Linked DNA regions of Sus scrofa: all the other regions are linked to region 2. Evidence: chromatin contacts called from public Hi-C data. All regions are on one chromosome and are shown on one strand. Each heading gives the region's core, a stretch centred on a gene start, on an enhancer-like site or on the middle of the called end of the contact. The rest is flanking DNA. Distances are from core to core; before and after follow the strand shown.

What was found. Hi-C and Micro-C count contacts between places; a contact is called where the count stands out from the background.
Region 1: a Hi-C map of embryonic fibroblasts shows a contact between it and region 2, with 5 times the contacts expected there. The contact joins two enhancer-like sites. A contact is called at or near these places in 5 of 47 Hi-C or Micro-C datasets (embryonic fibroblasts, fibroblasts, skeletal muscle and 1 more) and 1 of 2 datasets of contacts at active chromatin or transcription factors (skeletal muscle).
Region 3: a Hi-C map of embryonic fibroblasts shows a contact between it and region 2, with 1.6 times the contacts expected there. The contact joins two enhancer-like sites. A contact is called at or near these places in 1 of 47 Hi-C or Micro-C datasets (embryonic fibroblasts) and 1 of 2 datasets of contacts at active chromatin or transcription factors (skeletal muscle).

What each region holds. Positions count from the first base shown.
Region 1 is chr5:74,435,745-74,439,029 of Sscrofa11.1, forward strand. No RefSeq gene overlaps it. Among named protein-coding and RNA genes, the nearest start is that of ADAMTS20, 240 kb to the right of the region's middle. Within about 2 kb of position 1,972, at least 4 of the 83 cell types and tissues checked have an H3K27ac peak or open chromatin away from gene starts, as enhancers often do. A contact at or near this core is called in embryonic fibroblasts, where this site is marked.
Region 2 is chr5:74,278,782-74,281,995 of Sscrofa11.1, forward strand. No RefSeq gene overlaps it. Among named protein-coding and RNA genes, the nearest start is that of ADAMTS20, 390 kb to the right of the region's middle. Within about 2 kb of position 1,815, at least 2 of the 83 cell types and tissues checked have an H3K27ac peak or open chromatin away from gene starts, as enhancers often do. A contact at or near this core is called in embryonic fibroblasts, where this site is marked.
Region 3 is chr5:74,141,890-74,145,328 of Sscrofa11.1, forward strand. No RefSeq gene overlaps it. Among named protein-coding and RNA genes, the nearest start is that of PRICKLE1, 320 kb to the left of the region's middle. Within about 2 kb of position 1,567, at least 3 of the 83 cell types and tissues checked have an H3K27ac peak or open chromatin away from gene starts, as enhancers often do. A contact at or near this core is called in embryonic fibroblasts, where this site is marked.

The sequences.
Region 1 (3,285 bases), core at 722-3,221, 160 kb after region 2:
ATTTTGGTCTAAATGTATTCAATTTAGTTGAAACTTTAGCACAATTAAACTCAACTTCAACAAGATTATCTATCAATACATGGACTGAGTTCCATTTAAAATATGAAGTGTGTGTGGCCTTGTAATAATAAGCAATGACAAGAAGTAAGTTTAGCTCATTCTTTTTTTTCATAATGACATTCATAATTCTATATAACATAGGGGCAACCCCAGCAAGTGATCCCAATGGCGTCGATCCTGTTCACACACTGACAGGCAGATTGTTCAGCAAGTTTTGACTATTATTATGGAGTATTTTGACATATGAAATTTTGATACAAGTTGGAAAACTTAGTATGCTTAATTTTTTAGTAACAAACAAAGGAATTATTATTGCTTTTGCAATGTACTCTATTTTGAATTTTTACTATGAGTGTTTAAATCAAAAGGGGGAAGAGGGAAATGGTAGAAAAAGCATTTTGTAATGTATTAGCACTTTAGGATTTTAACATATTTTTGGTAACAAAATTACTGGCTTTCGCTATCAGGTAGCTGTTTAGTCCCACTCTACTAGTAGGCAATTGCGTATGAGTGTGTGTAAGACCAAAACACAAACAGGTCTTCATATAACACTGAAATGTGCACATGTTAATCTAGCAGGACTTGAATACGATTTTTTTTTTTTGGTCTTTTTTGCCATTTCTTGGCCACACCCGTGGCATATGGAGGTTCCCAGGCTAGGGGTCGAATCGGAGCTGTAGCCACCAGCCTACTCTAGAGCCACGGCAACGAGGGATCTGAGCCGCGTCTGCAACCTACACCACAGCTCATGGCAACACTGGATCCTTAACTCACTGAGCAACGCCATGGATCGAACCCACAACCTCATGGTTCCTAGTCGGATTCGTTAACCACTGAGCCATGCCGGGAACTCCTTGAATATGATTTTTAATGGAATCGATTTCAGAACGATCTTCCTTGATTGTATGATGTCATCTGGAATGAGGTTAGGACAGATTGGGGGAGAGATCAGCATGTTTGACGTCTACTGTACTTAACCAAATATCCTGACTTTAATAACAGTTTTTGAAATGTAAGATTAAGATGCCATATTTTGCCTGTCATGGCTTCACTTGAAAATCTCAACTTGATGGGTTACCTATTTTGCAAGGAGAAGCATTACCGGGGAAATAAGACATGTTCCAGTTACCTGGACTAATAAAATGATTAGGTCAGAATGGACATGTGTAGGCATTACTGGGGGCCTGTGCATGTACCAAGCCAGGAGAGAAGATACTTTTTGGCAAGACGAGAAAGTGCTGGGCAACATGCTTATCGAACTTGTAACAGTGTCTCCAGGAAAACACCAATAGCGATATTTGCCCAACATCACTTTTAAATTTTTTTAAGCCTCCTGGTGTTTTGTTTCCTTTTTCTTTTCTTGCAGTATACCTGATTTACAGTATTGCATTAATTTCAGGTATACAGCAAAGTGATTCAGTTATATGTACGTATTTTTTAGGATTATTTTCCATTATAGGTTACGGCAAGATGTTCCTTGTGCTATACAGTAAATTCTCATTGCTTATCTATTTTATACAAACCACTTTCATTCTTTTAATTTTCTCCTTTCTTCTAAGAAGAGCTAAATAAAAGGCCTTTGACGTTTGTTTGGTTTTAAAGTAACAGCTACCTACCTTGTTAAACCTCAAGTTTGACAGTGTGGGCTTGTATGTCAGGTTGTACAGAGTTCAGCTTTGTTCCTCTTGAATGGGAATAATTCAAAGCTCCCCCCCATCCCCCGCCACACACACACCCAAGTGAAGCTCAAAGTAAAACCAACATCCCAAGAAATATTATTCAGAAAATAAAACTGGAACATTTGGTCCAACTTACTTTGCCCAACTTCTTGAAGCATATTAGTTTTATTAGCATTAAAAATTACAGTTGTGTCAGTTCTGGTCTGGTTTGGTCCAAACCAGAGTCAGCAGCAGCTGCAAAAATAAGGAAACATCTTGTCTGTTGCTGCAAGAGGATTAGAGTGTAACAGAGCAAGCCTGCTCCATGCAGACTCCCCCAGGTTTATCATGTAAGAATCAAAGTCACATGTCTCTACATGAGCCATGTTAGCTGAAAAACTTCCAGCGTAACAAGCTGAGAAATGTAACCACAAAAACCATGAGGCTTTCTACATTTAAAGGACAAATGAAGGAGTCATTCTTTTCTTAACAAGGCAGTTTCTACTCTAGAAGCCTGTTCCATTCCTGCAGCTCTTAATTGCCCCCTTACCCCTCATAAAAATTTCCCCAAGGAGACATTGGTGAGGGAGATAATTCTAACAATACAGACCTCTCCTTCAAAAGCAGTGCACTCTGCCCCTCTTCGCCTCTATGTAATTTATAACCCCAGCTAGTGTTTTTCAAATGACTTTGAACCCATAATCAAAGCAAGAAATTCATATTCATCTAGATCCTGTATACACATCCATCTAGTTCCTGTAAAACTAAAGGAAAAGTTTCATGGAAAATATTTACCTTCACTGCCTGTAAAAAACTCCAAAAATTTCTATTCTGTTTCATAGTTGTATGGTGGCTTCAGACCACCAAATTGGCTTCATTACGCACAAACATATCATGACTCCCAGTTTATAAAGTACTGCCAAAGTTCAGTACTTCTCGTATCCAGCTGTGCATAAATAGTCACCTGAGAGGTGTTCTCAAAATAATAAGACAGGGCTGGGGAAGGGGGAAGGAATGCAGAGTGTCACCCCTAAAGGAAGGCAGACAATTTCTGCCAATTATTTGCTGTGCGACCTTGGATAAGTCACTTAACCTGAGTTTCCATTTTTACACCTGTCAAATAATGATAATAATAGACTATTTCATACAGAGTTGTGTGTGTGAAGTGACATAATACAGCCAAACACTGTTTTAAGTCTGAAACATGCTATATCATTCATAACATGAATATCATTCATAACAATCTTGCAAGCAGACTATTCTTCTGGTTGGGTTGAATAACTGATGTCTAGTGGGAATTTTTCACAACACGTCCTCATCTGCCTTAAATACTGTGCCTTTGCTTGCACAGAAGTGGATTAGAACTCAATCACCTCATTAATACCTCACCTGGCTACTAAATTGGAGGTGCCGAATAAGGTAGTAATGAGATGACTGAATCCTAACCTGATTTTGGCTGCCACTAAAAGTATTAATGAGGTGACCAGGTTTTAACCTGTTCTTGGCTTCATGTATACGGCTTTCGAAGCAAGTGAGAACCTGCTTTTAAAAGACTATTAAAACATCA
Region 2 (3,214 bases), core at 565-3,064:
TGTGTTACTCTTTCTTTGGGGCTTGCGTAACAGCATTCTTTTTTTTTTTTTTTGTCTTTTTTTGCCATTTCCTGTGGCATTTGGAGGTTCCCAGGCTAGGGGTCGAATTGGAGCTGTAGCCTCTGGCCTACACCACAGCCACAGCAACGCAGGATCCGAGCTGTGTCTGCAAACTACACCACTGCTCATGGCAACGCTGGATCCTCAACCCACTGAGCAAGGCCAGGGATCGAACCCGAAACTTCATGGTTCCTAGTCGGATTCGTTAACCACTGAGCCATGACGGGAACTCTGGTAATAGTGTTCCTTTAAAAATGTAAACCTAATTTAGAAGCCATTGAATATTAGGACACTACCAAATCTCACATTTTACCAGAGGGCTTTCTTCTCCATCATACAGAAATGCGAGGGAATGCAACCCCGGAGAAATAAGCTGTAGTGAACGGCCACAAAGCAGGAACAAATACAGTACAGTCTCTAAAGAGAGAAACAGTGGTTATCTTATTGGGGCCTGGAAAAGCAGTAGGAACTTGGTTTTTTCTGATTACAGAAAGGTGCAAATAATAAAAGAGCACAGAAGAGCGCCCAGGAGAAAGCTGTCTCCTCCTCACTTCTGCTCCCCCTTCCTGCTGGCTGTTATTCTTGTAAATGGGTGGTGCTGGCTGGAAAGGGGACCCAGGAAGGGATTAGGGGCGCTCCAAGAGACTCTCCGCTGTGGAGAAATGCTGAAAGATGTCTGCAGACCGAAAAACTCCAGATGAATGTATTCACAACGCAATGTCACACGTATTCTAGATTGCGTAACACACCCATCCTTGTTCCCAGAGCATAACCAACTTTCACCGTAAGTCCTCCTTCCCCTCTTCTCTCTTCCTCCTTCTCCGCCTCCTTCTGTTTTTACTGCAGTTTTGTTACTTAGGCTCAGTGATTCTTCCTGCCTTTCCTTCCCACAGTGACATTCCGGGTCTCGCCCAACCACTGAGGTCATTTCTCCAGTATTTAATTTCTACCTCCTTCGCTGAGCTTTCTCTAATCTTAACCCACATTGACCTCCCATTTGAGGATGAATACTTAGTTGCACACTACCTTAAATTGCTCCTTGTTATTTCAAGTATTATTTAATCTTGTTAGCTGAGCACATTGGGAAATGCTTTGAAGGTTGAAACCATATCCCTATTTATTTCTCTGTATACACTCTATGTTGAGGGTATAGAATCCTCAAATAACTGTTTCTCAAACAAATTACAGGTTTCTAATAAATAATGTCTTACTGACTGTCTTCCCTCTGTATGCTCAGGAAAGTGTATATGTTATTATACTGCAAAGAAAAGGATTTATTAATGTTCACGATTTATCTAGTATACTTACATTTGTGTCTTTCCAGGTTGAAATCTATCCTTTACTTACTGCTCTAGTCAAAACAAACAAGTGAACAAAAAAAAAGTCTCCAAAAGAGGAAAAAAAAAAAAAAAACCCACAAAAAAATAACAACGGTAATAAAACAAAACCCAAAAACATAGCAAGAAAAACACACACACAAAAATCCAAGCATTCATGACATGAATAAAAATAATACATTTGTAAGGTCAACATAGATAATTAAGTATGGATTAGAACTGGGAAAGAATTACTGGGCCAAGGCTATGTTTATTATCCTGGAATTGAAGCAAATATTTGAAATGAATTAATACTGGATAGAGCAGCATCTGATTTTTTCCACATAATCTATTTTAGATCAAGAGTACTTTGTGGCAAGAACATGAAATCAGTTGAGACCAGCTGACCTTTGCAAAGAGTTGTGGCTGGTTAACTTCATAGTTCACTTCATATTGTATTTGAGACATGAAAGAAAAATCTTCCAGTCCCCATCTGCTGAATTATTCCCCTCCCCTCCTTCAAAGCCCATACAGAAAACCACCTCTACCAAAAGCCTTCAATACAAATAACCACTCTGTCATATCTGAGCAGTGAAACAGCCCTTTTAACTCTTGATGAATTCAAGCAAACAAGAAGACAACACCATTAAACATAATTAAATATGCAGCAGAGTCTTTTTTTCTTTTTCCTTTGCTTTAAAAACATTTCCCCCCCATCCCGACTGCTCTCTTAGTTTGTCAAATCAGCTTGAAATTAAATGAATGATAAGGAGCAACTGATATTTTTTGGGTGGGGGGCCTGTGTTAAGAACATAAACTCTGCAGAGTATCTGCTAAAATTAAAATGTATCCAGCCATGTTCTTTTTTAATTATAGCTTCTCTCTGGCTAAAACTAAAGCTTTTTCTAAATGTTTGGTAGCAGACTGCTTCCAGCATTGGCATAGCCATAACTCTCTTGCAAGTTGAGTATTATAGATGTCGCCAAGCTGGAAATAGGACTGTTAAGAGAGTCCTGTCTTTCTCCATCAACTGCTGTTCCTCAGTACTTCCCAGGTAGGCTGTAGCCAGATGAACGCCAACACCCAGTACACTCCCAATAGTTGCCTAAACCACAAAGGCATTTCATTCACATGGTGGAGTTTGAGCTTGGCATTGTGCAATGAGCTTTTTTGTCTGTATCTGTATTTCTTTGCATCTGTGAACTTGAACTCTTCTTCCTTTAACTGTTCTGCTCCATTATACCTAATGGAATGTGCCTACCTCCTCTCTCTATAACACAAAATTATCTTTTTATTCAAGCCAATTTTTGATCTAATGTAGACATTGATCTCTTACTAAGAATATTAATTCCAGGGGGAGGGGGAGGGAGTGGGGTGGTTGGGGAACTCGGGGTTAATAGGTACAAACTATTGCCTTCGGAATAGATTAGCAATGAGATCCTGCTGTGTAGCACTGGGAACTACGTCTAGTCACTTATGATGGAGCATGATAATGTGAGAAAATAGAATGTGTACATGTATGTGTACAGCAGAAAAAAAATGTATTGGAAAAACAACTATTAAAAAAAAAAGAATATTAATTCCCATTTTTTTCCCCCATGGAGATCTCACCACCCACTGGCCTTGATTAAGTGGGCTTGTGTGAGAACTGGCTTTTCTTTGTGCACTATTTCTTGATCAGTGAACCAGCTGTGTGAGCAAGTATGGTGTAAGAGACGAACATTATTTTATTTTATTTTATTTTTACATGTTTCTACATTCACATAACATAATAGTTGGAATGGAAGGACCGTGCCCTTTGAAGTACCTCCCATTTTTATCATTTTAAGACCATCATG
Region 3 (3,439 bases), core at 317-2,816, 140 kb before region 2:
CCCACAACCTCAAGGTTCCTAGTCAGATTCCTTTCTGCTGTGCCATGACGGGAACTCCCTGTAGGACACTATATAAATGTGCGTTTCATTCCTTAGGAAGTGGCCATGGCTAGCCACCCCTGCCCCCAAAATAACTAAACCACCAAATCACAAACAAAATAACTAATCAGAACATGTGTGAGATGTCTTAGGAAACCTACTCTTTGTATACGGAAAAGTGAACCCACCTGAGACTCGCCCTGAACCAAGCTAAGATTCCATTTTAACACAATGAGCTGGAGTCTGCGGTGGACCAGTTGGCCAAATGGCTTTGAGACAACCGTTTGCTCCTAGCAAGCAAATCAATTCTTTCCTGAGAATTCGGGGCTTCATTTAGAGCTGTTGTGGAATTAAGCAGTCTCCTGAACACCCAGAAAAGGCAGGACAAGACTCAAGAAACTTAGGTGTGGGATCTAACTGTAACTCCACATATATTTTTTTCTCTTTTTACTTTATCCTTTTTTGTTTCATTCTCATGGAAACCAACATTTGTGAGGAAATGATGAGTTTGTTTGATGTTAGTATAAGTTTGTCCCATATAAGTCGAATGATATAAAAGAAAGAATAGTTTTTATAAAGTTGATTTAATTGAATGCAAATTTTGAACGTAATACTGAATTGTTCATGGACTTAGGAATGGGCTTAACCTACTGTTTTTCAGTCATTTTCCATTTTATTCTGTGGATGGATTTATATTCTTTTGCTTATATCTCACCATTTTATAAACAATTCAAGTACAGCCACCATCAAAAATACATATAACACTGAAGGGCACTGTAGTGAAAAAAATGCTAATTTTAATAATACTTACATTATTGAAATGTTATTAAGATGAGTCCTGAATTTATGTTTTGTTTATAATATATTACTTCAAAGATACATCCACAGCACACAATGGTAATTGAATATTACATTTGTATAGTACTTTACACTTTTTGAAGTTATTTTATATCTACTACTTAGAAACAAATGATTTTATTAACGTTTTGGTGGCAATATGTAACTGGCTCTTTTTGCCAGTATCCCCGAGGGCTAAGGGTTGAGAATATTTTTGAATTAGATCACTTAAACATGACAAACACTTGACTGGAATATATTTTTTGGTGATTGGCCATATTAAAGCAAAACCACTGTATTACCAACTTGTCTCTGTATTAAAAAATACTACACTTAAAAAAATTTTTTTTTCATTAAATGACTGTAAGTGACATGTGAATTTGCAAAGTCCAGCTGATCTGTTGATTTTTAAGGTGGACAGCGTGATGATCTATGATGTTTTCCGAAAAGAAATTTTCCAGATTTACTCAGTGTAAGATTCCAAGCAGTGGGTTTTAATCATTTTCAGTAAAGTGGTGGTGGTGGTGGTTGGGGGGAGGTGGGGGATGGGGGCAGGACTCCATTTAGAGTTTCTGAGACACGAGTTCATAATCCCAAATTTGGCCCTTTGGATAATTGTGGCACAGACGACATTGCTGTACCATACACCTCACGACTAAGGAATGCGTGTCTGGAAATTTCCTTCTGAAGTGAATTGTTCCTTCTGCTGCTAACTCTGGTGGTGAGGGTTACACTCTTGCTCCGTGGCTCGACTAGACGGTGCATCAGAAGTCATGTGTTCTGACAGCTGGAGCCTCTTTTCCTAAGACCTTTGGAAAGCATCCATCTTTCACTTTTTTGTCCACCTGCTGACAGTTTCTTAAATGGATCAGTGGTTGCCTTACTAGTCGACAAAACTGATGACAGTTTTCAAGGGGGTATGAAAAATATCCCGGCCTTGAAGTTGTTTACACCAATATTCACCGTTGATAAATTGGGCTGTCATTCTGATCTCACGGTCGAGGGCGCAAAGGGGATTTGGCGGTGGGGTGGGTCACAGCCACGACAAGGCGCAAGCGGACCCGGCCTCCATTACCAGGTTCCTGCTTTTGCCACCATCTGTTCTTCTCCGTCTCCGACAAGGGCAACACGGAGGAAGCAGGTTGCGATACCGAGGAAAGGACACTGGGAAATGAGGTGTTACATCCTGCCCTGGACGCTTGAGAGAGTTTATGTTCCCTCCTTACACTAAAGGGTTTTCAACTTAAACTGGAAATTCTACTGTCTGGGGGCTCGTTTACTAACGAAGACAGGTGAAGAAAAAATGGTCTCTCAGTGGTTGTTCCATGGTTTTGGTTCTTTGATTCTTTGGTTTGCTTCTGAACAAACTGAAATGCTGGAGAGTCAGAACAGATTGCAGAGTTCCAAATATTTAGGGCTTACTTATTTCTGATGATATCTCCATATCCCAGATTCCCAACTAATGTGCAGTGTCGGAACCATATGCATAATGTTTGCGAACTGTGCAAGGCAGGCCCTGACAATTTCAGTGTGACCGAACTGGCTTCTTGGGGCTGGCGGGGGGGGTGAGCAGCAAGGCTGGTGAGGTCTGCTCAGGTGATTAGCCACTGTCCTGCCAGTCAAGAATCACTGATTTTGGTAAGTCAGTGTTTCCTAAAATCTCAGCTTATCAGGATCACCTGGGGAGGTTTATCAAAAGATAAATATCCAGGCCCTACTCCATCCCTGAGCAATCAGAATCTTGAATCTTGGTAGGGTAGGACCTGTTTCTCTGCTTATTTGTTTGTTTGCTTGTTTTCATTTTGGGCTGCACCCATTGGCATATGGAAGCTCCTGGGTCAGGGACTGAATTTGAGCCAGAGCTGTATCCTATGTCACAGCTGTGGCAATGCCAGATCCTTAACCCACTGTGCCATAGTGGAACTCCTGGATATCTGGTTTTTTTTGAAGCAACTGTCCAGCTGATTCTTATGTCCTGGCAGTTTTGGGGACAGCTACCCTAGAGGGCAGAAGAACTTGGTGGAACGAGAATAGCATTTTCTTTCTTTCTTTTTTTTTTAATGCCACACCCTTAGCATATGGAAGTTTCCAGGCTAGGGGTCCAATTACAGCTGCAGCTGCCAGCCTACACCACAGCCACAGCAACACTGGATCTGAACTGCATCTGTGATCTATGCTGCAGCTTGCCCACTGAATAAGGCTACTGATGGAATCTGCATCCTCACAAAGATTTCATTGGGTCCTTAACCTGCTGAGCCACAATGGGAGCTCTGAGAATAGCAATTTTTTTTTTTTTTTTTGTCTTTTCTAGGGCCACGCCTGTGGCATATGGAGGTTCCCAGGCTAGGGGTCTAATCAGAGCTGTAGGTGTGGCCTACGCCACAGCCACAGCAACGCCAGATCAGAGCTGTGTCTTCGACTTACACCACAGCTCACGGCAATACTGGATCCTTAACCCACTGAGCGAGGCCAGGGATTGAACCCGCAACCTAATGTTTCCTAGTCGGATTTGTTAACCACTGAGCCATGAGAGGAACTCTGAAAATAGCATGTTTAATCACAA